Regions from separate parts of the Mus musculus genome. Here all the other regions are linked to region 1. The links are chromatin contacts, called in public Hi-C, HiChIP or PLAC-seq and Micro-C maps. All regions are on one chromosome and are shown on one strand. The core of a region is the stretch at or near the end of the contact, and the rest is flanking DNA. Distances in the headings are between cores, read along the strand shown.

The links. A called contact is a pair of places that touch in the nucleus more often than the background predicts. HiChIP or PLAC-seq counts read pairs in DNA pulled down with a chosen protein or histone mark.
Region 2: a contact with region 1 is called in a Hi-C map of liver, with 2.8 times the contacts expected there. The contact joins the promoter of Ppp1r35 here to the promoter of Ephb4 in region 1. A contact is called at or near these places in 2 of 39 promoter capture datasets (the 3T3-L1 cell line and liver), 1 of 15 datasets of contacts at CTCF or cohesin (large pre-B cells), 7 of 484 Hi-C or Micro-C datasets (B cells, adipose-derived mesenchymal stem cells, cerebellar granule neurons and 4 more), 11 of 115 datasets of contacts at active chromatin or transcription factors (T-cell acute lymphoblastic leukemia, acute myeloid leukemia, embryonic forebrain and 7 more) and 2 of 9 other capture datasets (embryonic stem cells and pancreatic islet).
Region 3: a Micro-C map of embryonic stem cells shows a contact between it and region 1, with 3 times the contacts expected there. The contact joins the promoter of Agfg2 here to the promoter of Ephb4 in region 1. A contact is called at or near these places in 1 of 39 promoter capture datasets (liver), 2 of 484 Hi-C or Micro-C datasets (embryonic stem cells and liver), 2 of 115 datasets of contacts at active chromatin or transcription factors (embryonic stem cells and pancreatic cancer cells) and 1 of 9 other capture datasets (liver).
Region 4: a contact with region 1 is called in an H3K4me3 HiChIP or PLAC-seq map of embryonic stem cells, with 13 read pairs. The contact joins the promoter of Ap1s1 here to the promoter of Ephb4 in region 1. A contact is called at or near these places in 6 of 39 promoter capture datasets (the SN4741 cell line, hematopoietic stem and progenitor cells, hippocampal neurons and 3 more), 3 of 484 Hi-C or Micro-C datasets (all in embryonic stem cells) and 4 of 115 datasets of contacts at active chromatin or transcription factors (embryonic stem cells and pancreatic cancer cells).
Region 5: a FOXA1 HiChIP or PLAC-seq map of pancreatic cancer cells shows a contact between it and region 1. The contact joins the promoter of Lrch4 here to the promoter of Ephb4 in region 1. A contact is called at or near these places in 1 of 39 promoter capture datasets (neural stem cells), 2 of 484 Hi-C or Micro-C datasets (embryonic stem cells and pancreatic cancer cells), 3 of 115 datasets of contacts at active chromatin or transcription factors (embryonic stem cells and pancreatic cancer cells) and 2 of 9 other capture datasets (embryonic stem cells and liver).

Annotation. Positions count from the first base shown.
Region 1 is chr5:137,347,945-137,351,726 of GRCm38.p6, reverse strand. It overlaps Ephb4 (Eph receptor B4), which reads right to left and starts at 1,618. Exons shown (of 17, transcript NM_010144.6): 1 at 1,078-1,618. The coding sequence starts at 1,129. Gm52791 (a long non-coding RNA gene) reads left to right here and starts at 1,675. Exons shown (of 3, transcript XR_003955817.1): 1 at 1,675-2,648; 2 at 3,661-3,782.
Region 2 is chr5:137,776,785-137,780,566 of GRCm38.p6, reverse strand. It overlaps Ppp1r35 (protein phosphatase 1, regulatory subunit 35), which reads right to left and starts at 1,663. Exons shown (of 4, transcript NM_027242.5): 1 at 1,346-1,663; 2 at 1,022-1,265; 3 at 805-941; 4 at 460-713. The coding sequence starts at 1,573. The coding sequence ends at 540.
Region 3 is chr5:137,683,084-137,686,865 of GRCm38.p6, reverse strand. It overlaps Agfg2 (ArfGAP with FG repeats 2), which reads left to right and starts at 2,113. Exons shown (of 12, transcript NM_178162.3): 1 at 2,113-2,507. The coding sequence starts at 2,287. Gm15498 (a long non-coding RNA gene) reads left to right here. Exons shown (of 2, transcript XR_003956003.1): 2 at 1,225-1,481.
Region 4 is chr5:137,044,276-137,048,057 of GRCm38.p6, reverse strand. Ap1s1 (adaptor protein complex AP-1, sigma 1) reads left to right here and starts at 1,950. Exons shown (of 5, transcript NM_007457.3): 1 at 1,950-2,050. The coding sequence starts at 2,048.
Region 5 is chr5:137,627,451-137,631,232 of GRCm38.p6, reverse strand. It overlaps Lrch4 (leucine-rich repeats and calponin homology (CH) domain containing 4), which reads right to left and starts at 2,110. Exons shown (of 18, transcript NM_146164.2): 1 at 1,807-2,110. The coding sequence starts at 2,026. It overlaps Gm20605 (predicted gene 20605), which reads right to left and starts at 2,110. Exons shown (of 22, transcript NR_033148.1): 1 at 1,807-2,110.

The DNA.
Region 1 (3,782 bases), core at 369-2,868:
CACTTCATGGGTGCTCTGCCCATTTGACTTCCTCCTCTCCAGGAGCCCAAAGTCTGTCCTCACCCCATTCCCACACTTTGATCAGCCCAGAACAGCACTGCCCAGCCTAGAGGGAGCTCCTTTGATTCCATCGCTTCAGGGAGAGATCTCCCCCACTCTTGTGTCCCACTCCCCAGATTCTCCTTTGATTCTAAGCAGCAAGGGAGGTTGTGGGGGAGCCAAATTCATTGAAAAGAGATTAGGGAGGCAGGAAAGGGGGTTATGAGTCCTGTGCAGCCCCAAGAGGGACTGTGGAGTTAGGGGCTCACAGATCTGAAGAGGCATTTGGAGAGGAATACAGAAGGAAAAAAAAAAAAAAAACCAGAAATCTGAGGCGGGCTAGGAGGCGGCCAGCTGGGGTGAATTAGGGCGACACAGGCCGGTGTTAGGCAGTTTCTGCGGGCTTGCATGGCTGGAAGAAAGCCTCAGCCTTGGGAAAAGTTGAGGTCTAAATGGCATGTAAAAGGTTGGGGTACAGCCTTGAGAAAAACAAGAAAAGAGTCTGCACGAGGTCAGTAGCCTGGCCAGCCATTTGGGAGTTGGAGAGTGGGGCTGCAGATGGGGCCATCCTGACTGGGGTGTGGAGTCCAGGTGTGAATGAACGCTAGGGAACCAGAGGTGGGGGTCGCTTTACGGCCTAGCTGGGGTCTGCCTCGCCTGCAAGTGCCCCTTCAGGAACTTTCCCCTGGAGTTTAGCCAGAGGTGGAGAGAGGATAAAAACTTTGGGGGATAGTTTTGAACATTAGGGTGGACAGGAAAAGGAAGGCTGTCATGGGCCTTTGGCATCAGGACTGAGAATTTAGAAGGCTGGGTAAGGGAAGGTCCCGGGTCTGAGCTCTCGACTCCATCTCTTTCCCAAACAAAAGAAAAACCCCACTCCCCGCCAGGCCGCCTCCTCCCCGCCCCCTCCCGTTCTAGTGCTATTGGTCCGAAGTGTTTAAGGGGTACCGGAGTTGGGATAGGGAGAGACCAGCTTTTGCACTCTGAGGCACAACTTTGGGGGACCCCAAGAACAGGGGGCACCCCAAGAAAACTCACCTTCTAAAGCAGTGGCGAGGGAAGCCCAGCACAGCAGCGCTCGGAGCTCCATGGCGCCGCCTCACTTTGGCTGAATGCGATCCGAGTTTGGGGGGCCCTGGCCCCCCCAGGTCTGACCCTCCCCTGGGCGGGTGCACACCGACTCTGCTGCTGGGACTTTCCGTCGAGGGCCTCTCAACGATGGCCCATGCGGGCGCGCCAGGCACCCGCGCTCAGGTGCGGCCCCCACGTCCCCGCCGCAGCGCGCGCGCGCGGGGAGGCCAGCCTTGAGGGGGGACGTCCTGGCAGTGGCCGTCGCTGGGCGGGCGGAGATCGGGACGTGGCTGAGAGTTAGGGGTCCCTTCGGGGCTTCGGGGGTCCCGCCCTGGCTGGCTGGGGTGGGCCGATTGCTCGCGGTCTCTCTCGCTCCCTGGAGTGGTTGGTGGATGTCGCGCCGCCGGGGTTAGTGCGCCGGTCGCGGTCAAGGAAGGTGGAAACCAAAGTGGGAACCGAGCAGGAGGGAGGGAAACAGGCTGGGCCAGGGCTGGGCCGAGTCGAGACTGAGTCGGGCGGCGCCTGGCCTAGGAGGGAGGGGCGCATAGGAGGCGGAGACAGTCCCATGTCAGAGTTTCCCCCCGCCCCATCTCCCAACACCCTGGAGCCCGGGTTTCTCTGGGAGGGGGGGGTGCACGGGGAGCTGATTGGCTCCTATGCTGCTGAATAATTCATGAGAGGGGGGGCCGCCCGAACTGAGCCTGTCGGGAAGTTAGGAGAAAGTTTGCAAGAGGGGGAGGGGCGGCATGTGTGGAACTTAGGGACTGTCCAGGGGTGCTGGGTGTCCCATGCCTACTACCCCTGATTGTGCATGTTGGGGCAGTAGCCCAGGAATCCTCAGGACTGACCTGAACCTACCAGGCCTCACAGATGTGTGCGTAAATGTGAATGCCCCCACACAAAGCCTGCTTTGACCTTGCAGCGGGACCTGAGATTCCACATCTGGATGCGCCCCCTGCCACCTAGTTGGAGCAGGGGATTGCATTTGGGAGGAGAAGGTTAAAACTTTGCATTTGGGTATGGAGAGCTTCCCAACAGACCTCCGTTCCTCAAGCAATAATCCCAGCTTGTCTATCTCCGGAGAGAGCGCTCACACAATCAGTGCGTGCTCGTTAAGTCCTGGAGATCCACTGAGCGCGCAGCCTAACGCTGGAGAAAGTGGTTTGAAACCCAAAGTATAGAAAATGTAAATAAAAGGCAGGCGTGTCAGAGAGGGTGAGGGATCTCCGTAACACCTCATTTCATTTTTTTAAAGGAGGGGGACACTTCCCCGCCGCCTGCAGCCTTGACCTCCAAGGCGGGGGTAGGGACCGTTGTGGCTCTTTCCTGAGGCTGTTTCCTGTCTGGCTCCTGGGGGCCCTCGGGATGGCTGGGAGGGCCCTTCCTCTCATTTGCTAGCACCCCCTCTCATCCATCAGTTTGAGGGGAGGGTCCAGGAAAGACGGCCTCCTATCTACATCAGGGCACTGTGAGTGTGGGGCACGGGATGGTTGGATGAGAGAGGTGCTGTTCCCGAAGTCGGTCCTTTAAGGGCTGCGGTAAGGAGACTTTAATTTAAGGTAATTAGTACAGGGTCTGGAAACTCTGAGGTAGGAGTCTGGGGCACCTGGGAGTCTGCCAAATACCCTAAGGGCGCACACACACACCCCAGCGGGCGCGGGAGACCGGTGATGACCTCTTGTCCGCCTGCGCGCACACACACACCAGCGGGCGCGGGAGACCCGTGATGGCCTTTTGTCCCCGTGCACTTATCTTCCTGGCGCAAGTAGTGCTCCCCACCCCCTGCCCTTCCTCACAGCCCTGCCTGGGTCCCGCTCCGGGGTGGGGGGTCAGCCAGGGCAGGAAACAGCCGGCTTGGCTGGAGCCAGGCTGACCGGCTAGATCTGGGAGTCCCCTCCTCCTTCCCCACGCAGACTCAGGCTCCCCTTCTCTTATCCACAGACACCCCCTTTTTTGCAGCTATCATTCTGCATCCGGGTCCCCCTGAATTTCTGAGTCGTGGCTTGTTCTCACCCTAGGAGCCACCATCAGCAGCCCACTTCAAGCCTTTGATTGCTTAAAAATTTTCACATTTAGTGGGATAAGCAATTCATTAGTATGCAGAGACGATTAACGCCTCAATAGAGGAGAGACAAGCAGCCTGGATGACAGAGGCAGGCGTGGAGGAGGGTTCGGTTGATGAGACCCAGCTGAAAAGATGAAAGAGCCCATCAGATTATTCCGAAAACCCAAAGACAGTGTATCAGTAAGAATGACTCCTGGGCTGGCCTCTCTGCTGCTATCAGTAGAGAATTTGGTAAACAGTTTCTCTAGCACCCAGAAAGCCCTGAGTTCCATCCCATTCCTACACAGATCCAGTGTGGTCATACTCCCACAACTTGGGAGGAAAGTGGAACCAGACTGGACTACATTGCAAGTCTTACACACACACACACACACACACACACACACACACACACACACACACACAGAGAGAGAGAGAGAGAGAGAGAGAGAGAGAGAGAGAGCGCGCACTGGTGAAAATCCCGTGATTTCCCTTTTCCATGCAAGTGACGCCCGAGATCTTTACTCCCCGGGTCAGGAAGCACCCTCCATTTATCCTGTGTGTGTGAGGTCATTCCTTCCACTCCCGGACCACCAGAAACTCCTGCTGCCAGCACTGAGTTGCTTAG
Region 2 (3,782 bases), core at 414-2,913, 430 kb before region 1:
TTGGCCTGGAATTCCTGATTCTGTCTCTACCTCAAGTGTTCATCACACCCAGCCAAAGTGGAATTTAAAACACTTTGACTACTGTTTGACTACACACTTGCACACTCAACTCTGGGGATTGAACCTAGGGCTTTGTACATGCTTTCCCCAGGTACTACCACTCATCTGAACCTACCCTGCCTGAAACCGTATCAAAATAATTTGTGTAACTCAGACTGTCCTTGGACATAGAATCCTTCTGCCTCAGCCTCCCAAGTGCTGGGACATTCTTGGAGCCTCGGTGTCAGGCTAAGGCTCAAGTTCTAATAACTAAAGCTGGGGATTTAAATGGAGAGGAAGGTCTGACCCCACACTTGGGACAGTGCTTTCCACTTGCCATGGGGGTCGGGGCAGGAAAAGGGTAGAAGACCCTGAAGCAGTTTAATCCTATCTAAACTCCCAAGAACAGTTCGGTAATTTAGGGGGGGAAACATTTTATTCTATTATAAAAAAAAAAAAAACTAACAAAATTACAGACTAGCATTCCAGAGTTATGAGGGCTACGCTTCCCAGCGCCTCAGCATCCGATGCATGAGAAAGGTATCTTCTGAAGGGCGGGGCCGGGCTTGAAGCCTTAGTGGGGGCAGCCCATCCACTGTCAAGTGCGGAGATTCGGACCACAGAGAATCTGGGTTGCACAGCATGGTCATGTCTGGGCCCGGCCCGAGCACCTCCTATGGGAAGGTGAAGCAGGTTACACTCGAGGTGGAGGAAGAGAGCCCAGGGGGTAGAGGGATGTCCAGGTCCCTGCATCCCTTCCTTCACCTTCAGGGGCGGGGCTCGGGGCTGCGGTGGCAGCATCGCCAGCTTCTCCCTCAGCGCCGCGTTCAGTACCTGCTCCTCGGGCACCTGCAGACTCACCAGGTCTCGGTAGAGTCGCTTAGAGCGCGGCACGTTCAACCCTGCGAGCGCAGGGAAGGCGGGACTGAGGATCGCCCTTCACCCAGACCACCGCGCCCGGCCGGCCGCCTGCCCCCCTCACCCTCCGCCACGGTCTCCTCCAGGGCACAGCGGGTCCGGAACGACTTTCTCAGCTGCTCCTCTACCGCCTTGGAGGCATCAAACTGGCCGCTGGCGACAGCGGCGCGCGCGTTCTGCAGCTCCAGACTCAAAGCCAGGCTGCTCTGCAGGGCCGGTGCCTCCAGCTCATGATCGTCGCCCGGTGCACCGGCCACCAGCAGCGGCTCGGACCGCACCGGGGAGGGCGGCGCCAGTTGAAAACGAACCTGGGAGTGGAGGGCGGAACCGTGAGCTGCAGATCCCGGGGCGCTCGGCGGGCGGGGGGCCGGGCCTTCACGCCGCTCACCTGCCGCCCCCTCCGGCTACCGCCCCGCCGCCCCTTCCGCTGACCCGGGCTGCTCTTCCGCGCCTTCGGACTTTCGGGCAGCGGGCTCGGGCTAAGGCTCAAGTCCAAGCCCGGCTCGGGCTCTGGGGCTCGGGGTTCCGGGGCTCGCGGCTCCGGGGGTGGCCCCGGGACCTCCAGGGCCTCTTCGCCTTCAATGGACTCTAACGCAGACGCCCCGAAGCCCATCATCTTGTTCTAAAGGCTCGGGGTTTCAGGACGCGGGGTCTCCTCTTTTCTCCCACCCTCCGGGGCTACCACTACCGGAAACCGTTAGCCCTTACCCACCGGAGTAAGACACGCCCGCCGCGCCACTCCATTGGCGCTCCTGGACGTCATTCCCACCGCTCCGCCCTCCAGCTTCCGGACGCACTTCCGCCCTCACACGCTAACTTCGCCTTTAAGGCGGGGCGTTAGAGCGACGGTGCCCTAGGTACTCTACGGATTCCTATCTAGACTACTTTTCCTTAGGGAACGGGGGTGTGGCGTCTTTGCCTGTCAGACTCTAATGCTCATTTGTTCTGGGATTAAAGCGTTAGTCCTCTTTCACTGTAACAATATCCTCGCTGCTCTCGCATCTAGAGGTCCCGAGTGGCGCCCCCACCCCCCTTCCTGAAGGTTTTGGTCATTTTTGAACGCCGATCAAATCTTCCCTGTACGTGGAAGCAGATTCGTTGCAAAATCCCTGGATTCTGATATTTGCATAAGGAAGTACTAAGGGAATTGACGGAATATTGCCTTAATTTTAAATCCATATCCTGGGGGTTGGTTCAGAGGGTAAAGGCGATTGCCATCAAGACTGACAATTCCAGGGTCACACGTGGTGGAAGGAGAGAACTGACTCCTTTCTGTTGTCCTCTGATGCACACTTAGACTAAGGAAAATCCACATCCTAGTCTCTCAGTCCACCAAACCACACCACCACATACACACAACACACAGAGACATTTTTAAAAAGCAATGACGGCTTAGGAGTTAGAAGCAGCTGGGCCGTGGTGGCACACGCCTTTAATCCCAGCACTTGGGAGGCAGAGGCAGGCGGATTTCTGAGTTCGAAGCCAGCCTGGTCTACGGAGTGAGTTCCAGGACAGTCAGGGCTACACAGAGAAACCCTGTCTTGAAAAGCAAAAACAAAGGAAAGGAACGAATAAGAAAGAATCTGAGTTTGGATCCCCTGCGTCTGCATCTGTGTAAAACCCAATAACCCCCGGGGCTCAATGGCCAGCCAACCTAGCCAAAACATGGAGCTCCAGGCTCACATCGAGTCCCTGCCTTAACAAATAAGGTGGGCAGTGATAGAGGAAGACACCTTGATGTTCATTTCTGGCCTCTACACACACACACATAAATGGGGAGACTGCACCTACACACACAGATGTGCAGCATTCATTTAGCACATACGCATTAAAAGAAAGCCGGCAGCTAATGCTGATGGTTGTGAAGGCAGGTGACCAGTACTCGGAGTCTGCATTTGGATAAGCCTGTAACTCCTGTGACTAAGAGGGTTTCTCCTTATAATGCAAAACACAGCTGGAACCTTAAAGGTAATAAGATCATTTCTGGTGAAACCAAAAGGAGAGCGACTATAGTCCAGAAACAAATTCAGATCTCCCCAAATACCACACCCAAATATGGTAATGGGGTCATAAAGTTCTTACATGAACAAGGAACACAGACAATCATAAATCAAGGTTATCTCTCAAACACCCAGCTGGGAACATCAGGTCGGAGCAGAGAGGCCACGTCTGCTACAGACCTCGGAGGAGTCAGCCTTTGGGCTGGGGAAGCTGTTTGTACTTTTCAAAAAGACTTACCTGGTAGTTTCAAGGATGTTAGGTCAAATACAAGACCTGGGCAATGAATGGTGTGTGTGTGTGTATGTGTGTGTGTGTGTGTGTGTGTGTGTGTGTGTGTGTGTGGATGTGCGTAATGAATTTCACTTTCCACTTTTTTTTGGGGGGGGAGGGGGTCCAGACAGGGTTTTTCTGTGTAGCCCTGGCTGTCCTGGAACTCATTTTGTAGACCAGGCTGGCCTTGAATTTACAAATCTGCCTGCCTCTGCCTCCCAAGTTCTGGAATTAAAGGTGTGTGCCATCACTGCCTGACCCACTTTAAAAAAAAAAAAAGTGTGGGCTGGAGAAATGGCTCAGCGATTAAGAGCACTGACTGCTCTTCCAGAGGTCCTGAGTTCAATTTCCAGCAACCACATGGTGGCTCACAACCATCTGTAATGGGAACCTGAATTTGTTCCCTGGGAACCACACAGTGGAAGAAAACCAGCTCCAGCAAGCTGTCCTCCGACTGACACACAGGTTATAGCATGAGCTAGTCCACACCCACATCTAAAAATAAAGGTTACAATTTCAAGTGGGCGGGGACTGTGCTGTAGCTCAGGGGTGGG
Region 3 (3,782 bases), core at 864-3,363, 330 kb before region 1:
CTTCCCAGAAATGGGATTACCAGCATGTATCATGTAGCCTTTCACATGGGTCTCTTCACATAAAGTTCAGGTCTTCATGCTTGCACAGTGAGCACTTAACTGACTAAAGTACCAACTTAGGCTATGACTACCGTTTCCTCCACCCCCAATTATTGGTGTGTGTGTGTGTGTGTGTGTGTGTGTTGCTCTGATGGGGGGAGGCGGTTGCCACATGCATGCCAGTGTCCTGAAGACAGAAGTCATTGATCCCTTAGAGCTGGAGTAATAATGATTGTGAGTCATCCAGCGTGGGAACTGGGAACTAAGCTTGGATCCTTTGGAAGAGCAGCAAATGCTCCTAATTGCTGAGACATCTCTTCAGCTCCCACTGCAACATGCTGAAAAAAAAAAAAGTTTGCTTTCTACCTCCCACCCCCTATTGCTTGGGTTCTGTAGACTTAACTCCCCAAGGGCGAAGGGCCTTTTTCTTACCAGGAAAGCCACCAAGCCCTCCCCACCAGGCCACAGGAGCAATAGCAGAAGAGGGAGTCCCCGGGCTGCCTGTGCTCTTGCTGATTATGAGGGGAAATAGGGTTGTCACTCTCTGATATGGCCTGGGTGGAGTAGAGACAGGAGGAGGAAGCGCACCCTCTGGTTGCTCTTGCAGACCACACCCTGTAGCAAAAGACAGACTGGAAGCTATCAGAGTCTAGTGGTCACCCCAATTCCTGCCCATTTATTCACTTGTGGTGGGTAACATTTTAAGGGGTGAAGAAATAACCACTGGCTAAAGAGAAGCTGTGCAAGAAATGGCCAGCACAGGGAAATGCTGAACGCTGAACTCTGAAAATGTACAAGAGGCTTTTTTTTTGGTGGGGGTGGGGTGGGGGACAGGATTTCACTGTGTAATCCCCTGGAACTCACTACATAGACCAGGCTGGCCTAAAACTCACAGCGATCCACCTGCTTGGAATCCAAGGCATGCAGCCATGGTTTACATGAAGCAAAATGGTTCCTTTGCATGTGTACATGGGGACTTGGCATCACCACAGCTCAGGGGGAAGTACACTTGCAGCTATGACAACAATTAAGCAACCTCATCTAGCCCATGGGCTCCTGGGTACCAATAACTCAGAAACCTATCTCTCATCTGCCCGCATCCCATTGGCATGTCTGAAACCAAAGTCCTGACTTATGGTTGCCAGCATCCCTAAACCTGCTTATTCTCAGCCTTTCCTTTTCCAGGCAGTGACCGAGGATGACTCTGAAGTACCGCTACTGCTACCCCCACTTCCCAAATGCTGGAATTACTGGCCTGTGCCACCGCGCTGAGTTGTATGCAGTGCTGGGGGCTTGAACCTCGCGCTTAGTGCACTCTACCAGCTGAGATACATCCCTGGCCACGGAGCAGAGCTTTTAAAATCAAAAGACTCAGATTCAAATTCTGACTGAGCCACAAACCAGTTCTGTGATCCACTTCAACATGTTTTCTTGAATATTTTTTACATGCATTTATTTATTTGTGTGTGTGTGTGTGTGTGTGTGTGTGTGTGTACTCATGGAAATCAGAAGGCAGCTAGCTTATAGGAGTCGGTTTTCTTACAGGAGTGGGAATGAAGGTTAGTGGCAAACGCCGTTCATCCCTTCTGCATCCTACCTCAGGTTTTTAACTTGACTCTAAAGTGGGGGCTCTTTCTATGACTTGGATAAATAAAGTATCTTTTACAAAGCACTCCCCTTCTCTGTCTTTCCCTTTCTCCTCCAGCTCATCCTAGGGCAATTTCTTTCCGATTTTCTTGTCTCCTGGCTCAGCCTGGAACGAGCCTTTGAAATTTGGCGGGAATTAGTATCAATCCGGAGGATGAGCACTACGCACGCGCCGAACACCTCCTTTCTCTCGCACGCTAATTTTGCAACCTTAACAACCAATCAGAGTCAGCATAGGAGTCCGTGGCGAGAGGGGGCGGGGACAAGGAGGAGGGCACGCATTGTACTTGCAAGGTGGGGGTCTTTGTGAACCAATGGAAAAGACAGAAGGCCGGGTGGCAGTGGGGCGTGGTTCTGAAGGCTCCAGCAACCGGAGGCCGTCTCGAATCGAACCAATTAAAGCAAGGAGGTGGGGGGAGACTAGCCAATCAGCGTGCCGAACAGGACGAGGAAGGGGGCGGCAGAGTCTCTCGCGGTCGTGGTCGGGGCTGCAGGAGCTGGTGTCAGGGTTGCCGGGCGTGCGAAGGCGGCGGAGGCGGGAAAGGCAGCGAGCGGTTAAAGGGGAGCGACCGCTGACTTGCAGAGGAACCTGGAGGAGAGATGGTGATGGCGGCTAAGAAGGGCCCGGGCCCGGGTGGCGGGGTCGGAGGGAGCAAAGCGGAGGCTGAAGCCGCTTCGGAGGTGTGGTGCCGCCGAGTGCGGGAGCTGGGCGGCTGCAGCCAGGCCGGGAACCGCCACTGTTTCGAGTGCGCCCAGCGCGGGGTCACGTATGTGGACATCACCGTGGGCAGCTTCGTCTGCACCACCTGCTCCGGCCTCCTGTGAGTGGATCCGGGGGGGGGGGGGGGAACTGGGTTTGGTTCGGGTGAAGTGAGTCTGCAGGAGCTCGGGGCGATCCAGGAGGTCAGAGGGGTAGCCCCGGCATTGGATGTGGCGGTGGAAGGTCGCCTGCTGCAGAGGTGTGTCGTGGGGGAAAGGGAAAAAGCGCAGGGGGACAGAAGACGGGAGTGGAGTCGCGCTGCAGAGGGAGGGTGGGGGCTGTAGAAGGACACGAGGAGAGGATTGGAGAAACTCCCTGGGGGAGGCGAAGGCGAATTGCAGGTGGGGAGAGAGAAAGTGTGGAGGGACTGGGGTGGGGTGGGGGAGGGACTTAAAGGGCCAGAAATTGACATAGACCTTTAAAGGGAACTTTAGCTGGGGTTGCATTGTATCTCAGTTGGTAGAGTGCTTGCCTAGCACGCTCGGCGCCCTGAGTTTCCATCCACAGCACTGCATAAAACCCGAGTAGTGTGGTACACGCCTGTAATCCCAACACTGAGGGGGAGGTGATCAGGAGTTCAAGGCCAACCATGAGACCCTTGCCGCTCCACCAGGAGGGGAGCGGAGGGGAACGGGGTGGAAGGAGAAGGGAAAGAAATAGGGAAGTCGAGCCTAAGACAAAAGTACCCTAGAAGGGAATGGAAAATGCTCCACGCATTAGCCCAGGCTGACAGCCTAGAGTGGCAGGTATGAAGCCAGGGATCAGGTGCAGATCCTAATCTTTCAGGCTCTGGAATGCTAGCTAGAGGGTAGATGACTTACGAAATATACTAAGGGCAGAGAGCCAAAGGGTTATCCTGGCGGACAGCTTAGCTTTCCCGAAGAGATGAGGATCAGAATGGCATATTCTTTTCTTTTCCCCATTTCGTCCTCTGCCCCCGTTAAAGTTGCATTTGATTTCTTTACTTTGCACTGTAGGGACATGTAGGTTCCATGGCTTGTGTGGTTATCAGAGAATAACTTGTAGGAATCAGCAATTTCCTTCCACTACGTGTGGGGCCTGGGGATCAAACTCAGGTCAACAGGCATGGCTGTAAGCTCCCATACTTGCTGAGCTAGCTAGCTCACCAGTCCATTTTTTTTTTTTTTAATTTGTCTTGAGACGGGGTCTCATACAGTCCACGGTGACTTTTAATTCATGATGTAGCTAGGGGTGGCTTTGGAACTCAGAGTCCTCCTGCCTCTACCTCTGTAATGGCTGGGGTTACAGGCATGCTTTGGGGTCTTTCCTAAGTGTACTGCCGAGTCTCATCTGGTAAACTGTAAATTTGGGGAGC
Region 4 (3,782 bases), core at 701-3,200, 300 kb after region 1:
CAGGAGTCGATTGGGAGTCTTGGAATGCCATCTCTAGAGGATAAAAAGAGGACTGTGTTGTTAATCCTTCAGCCAAAAAAAAATCCGAGTTCCTTAAATCCAAACCTCTTCACTAAAGACAGAAGGACAAACAGGGGAGTAGAGAAATGGAGAGAGAGAAAGCTCTAAAACTCCTGCTACAATTTAAATTCTTTTTACAGTCACATTTACCTATGCTTTAAACTGTTCGGTTTCAATTTCACCACACGCTGGTTTTTTGGTTTTTTTTGTTTTTTGTTTGTTTGTTTGTTTTTTTTGTTTCTTTGGCTTTTCGAGACAGGATTTCTCTGTGTAGCCCTGGCTGTCCTGGAACTCACTCTGTAGACCAGGCTGGCCTCGAACTCAGAAATCCACCTGCCTCTGCCTCCTGAGTGCTGGGATTAAAGGAGTGCATCACCAATGCCCAGCTCCCACTGCTCTCTTTACATAGCCTAGTCTGGCCTTGAACCCTCTTGACCAGTCCTCTTGCCTCTGCCTCCCCAGGGACCAGATTACAGGCATGTGCACAATAATGCCTGGCTAAATTGTTTTGTTGCTCAACGATTTTTTTTTTTGACATTGTGTCTCAGTCCATAAAATGAACTAGCTATGTAGTCAAGAGTCATTTTGAACTCTTGATCTTAGTACATCTGCTTGTACCTTCCAAATAATCACATAATAGGTGTATACCAGCACATCCAGTTTGGTACACACACACACACACACACACACACACACACACACACACACACACACACACATATTCCTCCATAGCCCCAAAACTGGTCATGACCTCTTGCTCTTCCTGCCTCAGCCTCTGCAGGGCTGGGATTGTGACTTGCCTCACCACACCCAGTTCTGGAATCCCACTCTTGCTTGCTTGACAGAGCCACACTGTGTAGTCTAGGCTGGCTGTAGCCTTCTGGCTATGGGGATTACACCACACCCCTTTAATACTATAAGATTCTCTTCATTTCTTCCCCTTTCTCCTTAATTTACAATTTCCTCCCATTCTTTATATTCCTGTTACAGTATTCCCATTTTCAACAATTTTTTTATCCCTGATTTTTATCCCTGGTTTAGTTTTTTTTTAAGATTACATTTTACAAGTGTATTTTGTGTTGCCTGTGACCATGTCTGTCTGTCTGTGTGTGTGTGTATATATGTGTGTGTGTGTGTGTGTGTGTGTGTGGTGTATACAAGCTAGGGTGCTTGCTTATACAGAGGTCAGAGGACAATTTGCAGGAGTCAGTTCTTTCTTTCCACCTTGTGGGTTTGGGGAAACATCTTTACAATCCGAACCATCATATCTGCACTGTTTTGTGTCACTTTTGTTGTTGTTGTTGTTGTTGGAGACAGGCTCTCTGTGGCCTTGGGTGGTCAAGACCGTGCCATGTAGCTGCAGCTGAACTCCTGTCTCTGCCTTCCAAGTGTAGAGATCACAGGATACACCACCACACCTGCCTTGTTTGCTTTGGGGACAGGATCTTGCTTGCTCTGGAACCCTGAGCTGTCCTTGAACTCTTTATTCTCCTAGCCTACCGGTCTCTATTTCCCTCATCCTGCCCATCACCACCCTCTGACTGATGTTTTCCACATCATTCCTCCCAACTTCTTCATCAGCTCCAAAGATCGTGCATACACCTCTCACCCTTTTCCCGCCTTTTTCCCCCACAAATGCTCCAAAGCTCGAAGTCCTCATTGTCCTCTACCCCCTCCCTTCCCATCCTCCAATCAACCCACCAAGACAGCCCTGTTACCATGACGACCAGGCTTTTGCAAAACTGAAGTCAAGGACCTGGTTGCCATGGTTTCCGCTTCTCCGCCTCCAGCCCCGCCTGCGCGCCGGATGAGATGGGGGTGGGTCGCTGCAGCGTTGGCGCCTGCGCAATGCGTCCGTGCTTGGAGCCGGCGAGGCCTTGGGGCGGGGCTTCAAGCGGAGAGGGAGGGAAAAGAAAAGAATCCGACTGGGAGTGGAGCTGGCTTCTACGGTGGCCGGAGAGGGACGCACCGGGCTGGAGGCTGCAGGATGGTAGGCTGTGAGGAGAGGGAGGGGACGGGGACCCGAGGGGCGTGGGCTGTACCTGCAGGGGTCCGGAGGGGGGCTGCCCTTTGTGGGAGTCGCCCTGTCTTCCCTGTGGTCCGCAAAGGATCCACTTCCTGGAGCTGCTGGAGAGAGCTGACCTCGGAAGCTGGAAATGGCACTAGGGACAGGGGTTGGGAGGAGTCTTGCTGGTTAGGAGAGAGGGGACTAGAGCTGAATGGTGGCGGGACTGTCCCGAGCCTGGAGAAGCGCTCGGGACTCTGGGAATCTTTAAGACCCTCCCAGGCACTGCCGCAGGGAAGGCACGAGGTTGGGGCGCCGGGGTCACTCGGGATGGTTGCAGGTCGCCGAAACCCCTTCCCTTGAGGCCCACACTGGAGCATGGCCCATGGAGAGCTCGGTGTGGGAGGGAACAGTTTCCGGGTCTCTGGAGTGAACCTCCTGTCTCGCTTCCTTGACAGCTCACCCGGAGTTCTGGCTCAGGTGGGCTCTAGGGTTTGCCGTCGGGGACCTAGGCTCTGGAAGACTCCCTACTTTGGCAATCCCAGCTCTCCACCCTCTCCGGGGCATTTTCTTTTCCGGAACCCAGGCCTTCCTGCTGTAGCTGTCACCTCCTTTTCTTAACTACACAGGACTCCCTCAGTTCTTCACCTTCCCTATCCCCCCCACCAACAGTACTTACTTCTAGCTTCTGGGGTGTTGTTTTCTTTTAACTTAACCTGCTAAACTGGAAGTGTGGGACACACACAGATATCCCAACCCGGGCCATGTTCTCAGAGCTGTTTGCTGGGAATTGAGTTCAGGATATGGAATGAGGAACCTCTGCAACTGGTAATAAAACTAGGGCCATGCGGGAAGCAGTGAGGACTCTGCTTGCTAGTTATTCCACAGACATTCCCTAGGAGAGCCCTCCAGGGTGACTATGCCCCTGTCTGAGGGACCCAGTGATCAGTCACCTGATGTCTCAGAAGAAAGGTCAGGCCTTAGAGTGCACACCTGTAACCTGGTACTCAGAGGTAAGAAAAAGGGAGATCAGAAAACCAAGGGCAGCCTTCGCTACTTAGGGAATTGAGATCAGCCTGTGCTACATGAAACATTGTCTCACAAAAGAAAGACAGAAAAGAGGGCCAGAGAGACGGCTCAGCTTGTCCGGGTGGCTGATAACCTGAGGTCATTCCCAGGAGCCATGTGGTGGAAGGAGGGGACTGACTCCTCCTCTGACCTCTGCATGTAAGTGATGGCACGTGGGTGCCCCACACATACGTGTAAAAGAATATAAAAGAACGCTTTAAAGAAACTGGAAGCCGAGCGTGGTGGCACACACCTTTAATCCCAGGACTAGGGAGGCAGAGGCAGGCAGATCTCTGAGTTCGAGGCCAGCCTGGTCTACAAAGTGAGTTCCAGGACAGCCAGGGCTACACAGAGAAACCTTGTCTAAAAAAAAAAAAAGCTGGGAAGAGAGGCAGTATGTGGAACTAAATGTGTGGATGGTGGAGAAAAATGGAGGGTAAAATCTGAATATTTCTGCCAAGCACAGTTCTATTTATATACACTACTCAGGGAAGAGTATCGACAGGTATGGGACTGACGAGAGGCCATATTGAGTCAGAGGCATCTGAAGGTTTATGGCAGGATCGGGTAGGGCGTCTGTGAGACATGGCGTCTAGAAGAACACACAGAGAACTGTTGTCTGTTGGCCTCAGCTTATCATGAGGCTAGG
Region 5 (3,782 bases), core at 861-3,360, 280 kb before region 1:
GGGAACACAATCCTTGGTTCCCTCCACGGAGGGAACATTCAGGAAAGACAGCGAGCAGGAGACACACTAACCCAGCAGCACAATGCTGAAGCACTTAGTCTAGGTTGGAGGGTAAGGGGAGGCAGAGGACAGGGCACCAGGCAATTCTGGGTTTCTGTCATACACACACGCCCTCCCAGGCTAGGAGCTCCCAGCTTGGAGCGAGAAGACAGAGGACGATGGCTGGACATAATGGAACCCACCTGCCTAGAACCTGGGCTCCAACAAGACTGGAGAAGGCAGAGAGGGGATTTCCCACTTCAGCACACAGTGAGCCTGCACCCGGGGGAGCCCTAGCTGCACCCTGGGCCGGAATGTTGAAGGAGGAGATTGGGTTGGGGCAGGAGCTAGGAGGGGCTGGGAGGGCTTGGTAGTTTTCCCAAGAGTCCACTCACTGAGACAGAGCCCTGAGGAAGTAAAGAAAAACATTTGGTCTTGGTCACAAAACAAGCAAGAGGGGGAGGGGAAAGGGAACAGACGGCCAGTGTCACACAGCTGCTGAGGTCAATCTGGAGCTGGGGGGCTGGGGGGACCTAGGAGGGGTAAGCATGGCTCCTGGGGCTCACCCATTCCCAGGACTCATTCAACTGTGTAGGGAAAAAGCATTTAAAAACAGAGAGATTTAAACTTTTTCTCTCCAGAGCTGTAAGAGGAGATTGTGCCCCAGCCAGCCTGGTACAATTGCAGGTGGGCAGGAACCTACTGGAGCAATGTGTTCTTTGATCCAGCTTGATCCAGCCCTGGACCAGATGAGAGGAGCAGAAGGGGCCCTAACACTCCAGCCCAGACTGGGGTGGGGCTCCCGGAATGTAGCCCTCTGTTGTGATTCCCCGCCCTCAGCTGCCAGCCCAAGTTCATAGGCTGCCTCCTAAGCAGCCTGACTCACCTGTCATAGTACAGTCCCCAGTGCCTGGCCATAGCAGACCCAAGGGTAGAGTGTCCATGATTAGTGGGATCCCAAACACACACACACCAGGGTGGGGTGGACATGATTAGAGGGGTCCTGAGGGCAGGGACTGGAGAGTCTCCAGGAGGTCAGCACTCCTAGCTAAGAGATACAATGTCCTTCCTTTCAGCAAGCTGCCTCAAGTTTCTCCCCTAAGGGGAAAGCAGAATTGTAGGGTTCCTATGAGATCACAAACTCCACAGTGACCTCATAAAACCAGGAAGAAGAGAAAGGGGATAGGGGGATAATGGGTGGAAAGTTAAGGGCGAGAGATTCACTTCTTTCACATAGATAGGCTGGGGTGGACGGCGGAGAGGGGCTGGGACTTGGGGAGACTACGGAAAAGCAAGCAGAAACGTCGGGTTGTTAGGAGCGACCCTTTAGGAAAGAGATAACGGGGCTTGTTGGGATTGTGGTGGACGGGTGAGAAAGACGTTGGAAACGACTAAAAGGGTGAAAATGTAGCGATTAATGATAGATTCTACATGGAAGTTTGCTTTAAGGGTTGATCAGATCTAGGGTTGAAGAAGCCAACCAGGTGAGGGGCGGGACCATGCTACAGGTGCGCAATATGCAAATAAAGGGGAAGAGTCTCCTAGAGCTCGGCCAAAAGTGTTCTGTGCACTCTTGAAGCGAACTCATTGTCCAGTGGTTCTTACACAGGGGAGGGGAGGTCGCGGGCTCAATGCCAATCCCAAGGGGCGAGCGTTCAAGACTGCCAGGTGAAGGGGTGGGCCCAATCGAACGCGAGGCGGGGCTATGCAAATGAGGGTCGCAGTCCAGTATGGGTCCCCTGCTCTCTGGGCACCAGCGCAACTCACCAGCCTGGGTGATGTCTGACAAGTCGTAACTGCGGGCCGCGCCCCGGGGGAAGTGCTTCAAACGCCGGTTGGACAAGTTCAGGGTCCCGGTGGCCACAGCCTCCTCTAGGGCTCGTTCTGCGCTACGGCTCCCAGGTAGACCAGGAGACCCTGGCAAGGACACTGAAGCTGCAGCTTCCTCACCCCCGGCGGCGAGTGGGCCCGCTACTGCTGCCGCCATCCGCTCTCGGCGGCTCCCCCTGCCTGACTGACGGCACCGGCCGGCCCTTCTCGCCCTTCCCCCTCCTCGGAGCCGCCGTAGTCCCCACTGAAGGGAGGAAGCGAGGGTCAGGAACTCCGCGGACCAATCATGAACCAGAGACGCGTTAGAAGTGCCCAATCAGAAAACGGCAGGGGGTGGAGCCTCTCAATTCTAGATTACACTGAGGGAAGGGAGGGGTGAAGAGGAGCACCCCGCCAACGGCCGCGGTTCCTGGTCGGCCCGCCCCGCGCAGCGACATCCAATCACAACTCTCGAGGCTGGAGATGGAGCCAATGAGACCCGCCCAGGAGGCGGGGACTACAGGTCTCAACTTTAGGGTATTAGAGACCCAGAGACCACAAACCTGCTTTTTCAACCAAGACCAATTGCAATCTAGATTCAGGCGAGTGACTGTGAAGAAGACCAATTAGAACCTACAAAAGGAACCTGTCCCGGCCTCTTCTCTGAGGGACGGTTCTGCCTACCAATAGCATGGGCTAGGAGGTGCTCCATTCGCTAGACAGAAGGAGGTGGGTGAGCTAGAATTTTTGAGACGCAGGTAAAGATCGTAAAAGGCGCGCGCTGGGCGGCCTGACAGTGCAGGGTTAGGGTTGGGTACTAGCTGTGCTTACTGGGGAGCAAACCAGCATCCGAGAAGTGAGGAAGGGCGAGGGATGCCCCACTCAGCACTCAGGCTGTTGTCTCAACAGAAGGGACCATTTCCTCCTGCGCAGTCTTGAGTCCCTAATGGGAATGCTGGGGATGACCGGTGAGGGGGTTTCCAGTTCAGAGAGGGAAAGTCGTCAGACCTGCCAAAGTCCCCCTGGAGAAGACTTGTGATGGCCAGACCAAACTTTAGAGACTACGAAGGATCTCATGGCCTCTAGAACAAGATCTTTGGGGGTTTTTTGTTTGTTGCTTTTCCGAGACAGGATTTATTTCTCCGTGTAGCCCTGGCTGTTCTGAAACTTGCTCTGTAGACCAGGCTGGCCTTGAACTCAAGAGCTCCTCCTGCCTGTGTCTCCCGAATGCTGGGACTAAAGGCGTGCATCATCACCGCCCGGCTAAGACCTCGGGTTTTTTATAAATGAGGAAAGGGAAGCTGGACAAATCTCAGACCTCCAGTAGAACTCCCCCACACATACTTTCATAACAGACTTTGTCTATTGGAAACCTCTTATTTGAAGCTGGGTGTGGTGGCATGAGCCTGTCGTGACAGTTCTTAAAAAGAGGAGGCAGAAGGATCGGGACTTCGAGGTCAATTCCAGGCAAGCCTGGACTACATAACTCCAAACTAACCTTTTTTAAAAACAAAAACAAACAAACAAACAAACAAACAAACAAAAAAACCCCAGAAAACTTCTTGAGATACAGGAAGGAGTCCCAGATGTGAGAGATAATAGTAAAAGAATATTTTTTTTTCCTTTGAGATTTGCTTTTAGAAGAATGTTAGCGTTTAATGAACCTCCCTGTGTGGCTTCTAGTCATTAGAAAACAGGCATCCCAACACCCTTAATCGCCTCGGCTCTTCCAAGGTTAATCCTGTGGTGAGGCATGCCACTAAGCATCCCCCTTCCCTCTTGGGTGCCTCCACAGCTTACCAATGTGGCTGTAGCTGTGGCTAACATGGCCCCATAATTTCAGTCTTTTTTTCTCAATGTGGGTGGCATGGTGACCTAAAGGAAAAGAGGGAGACTGGCTTTCAGAGACAAGGTCTCCTATAGTTCTAGCTGGC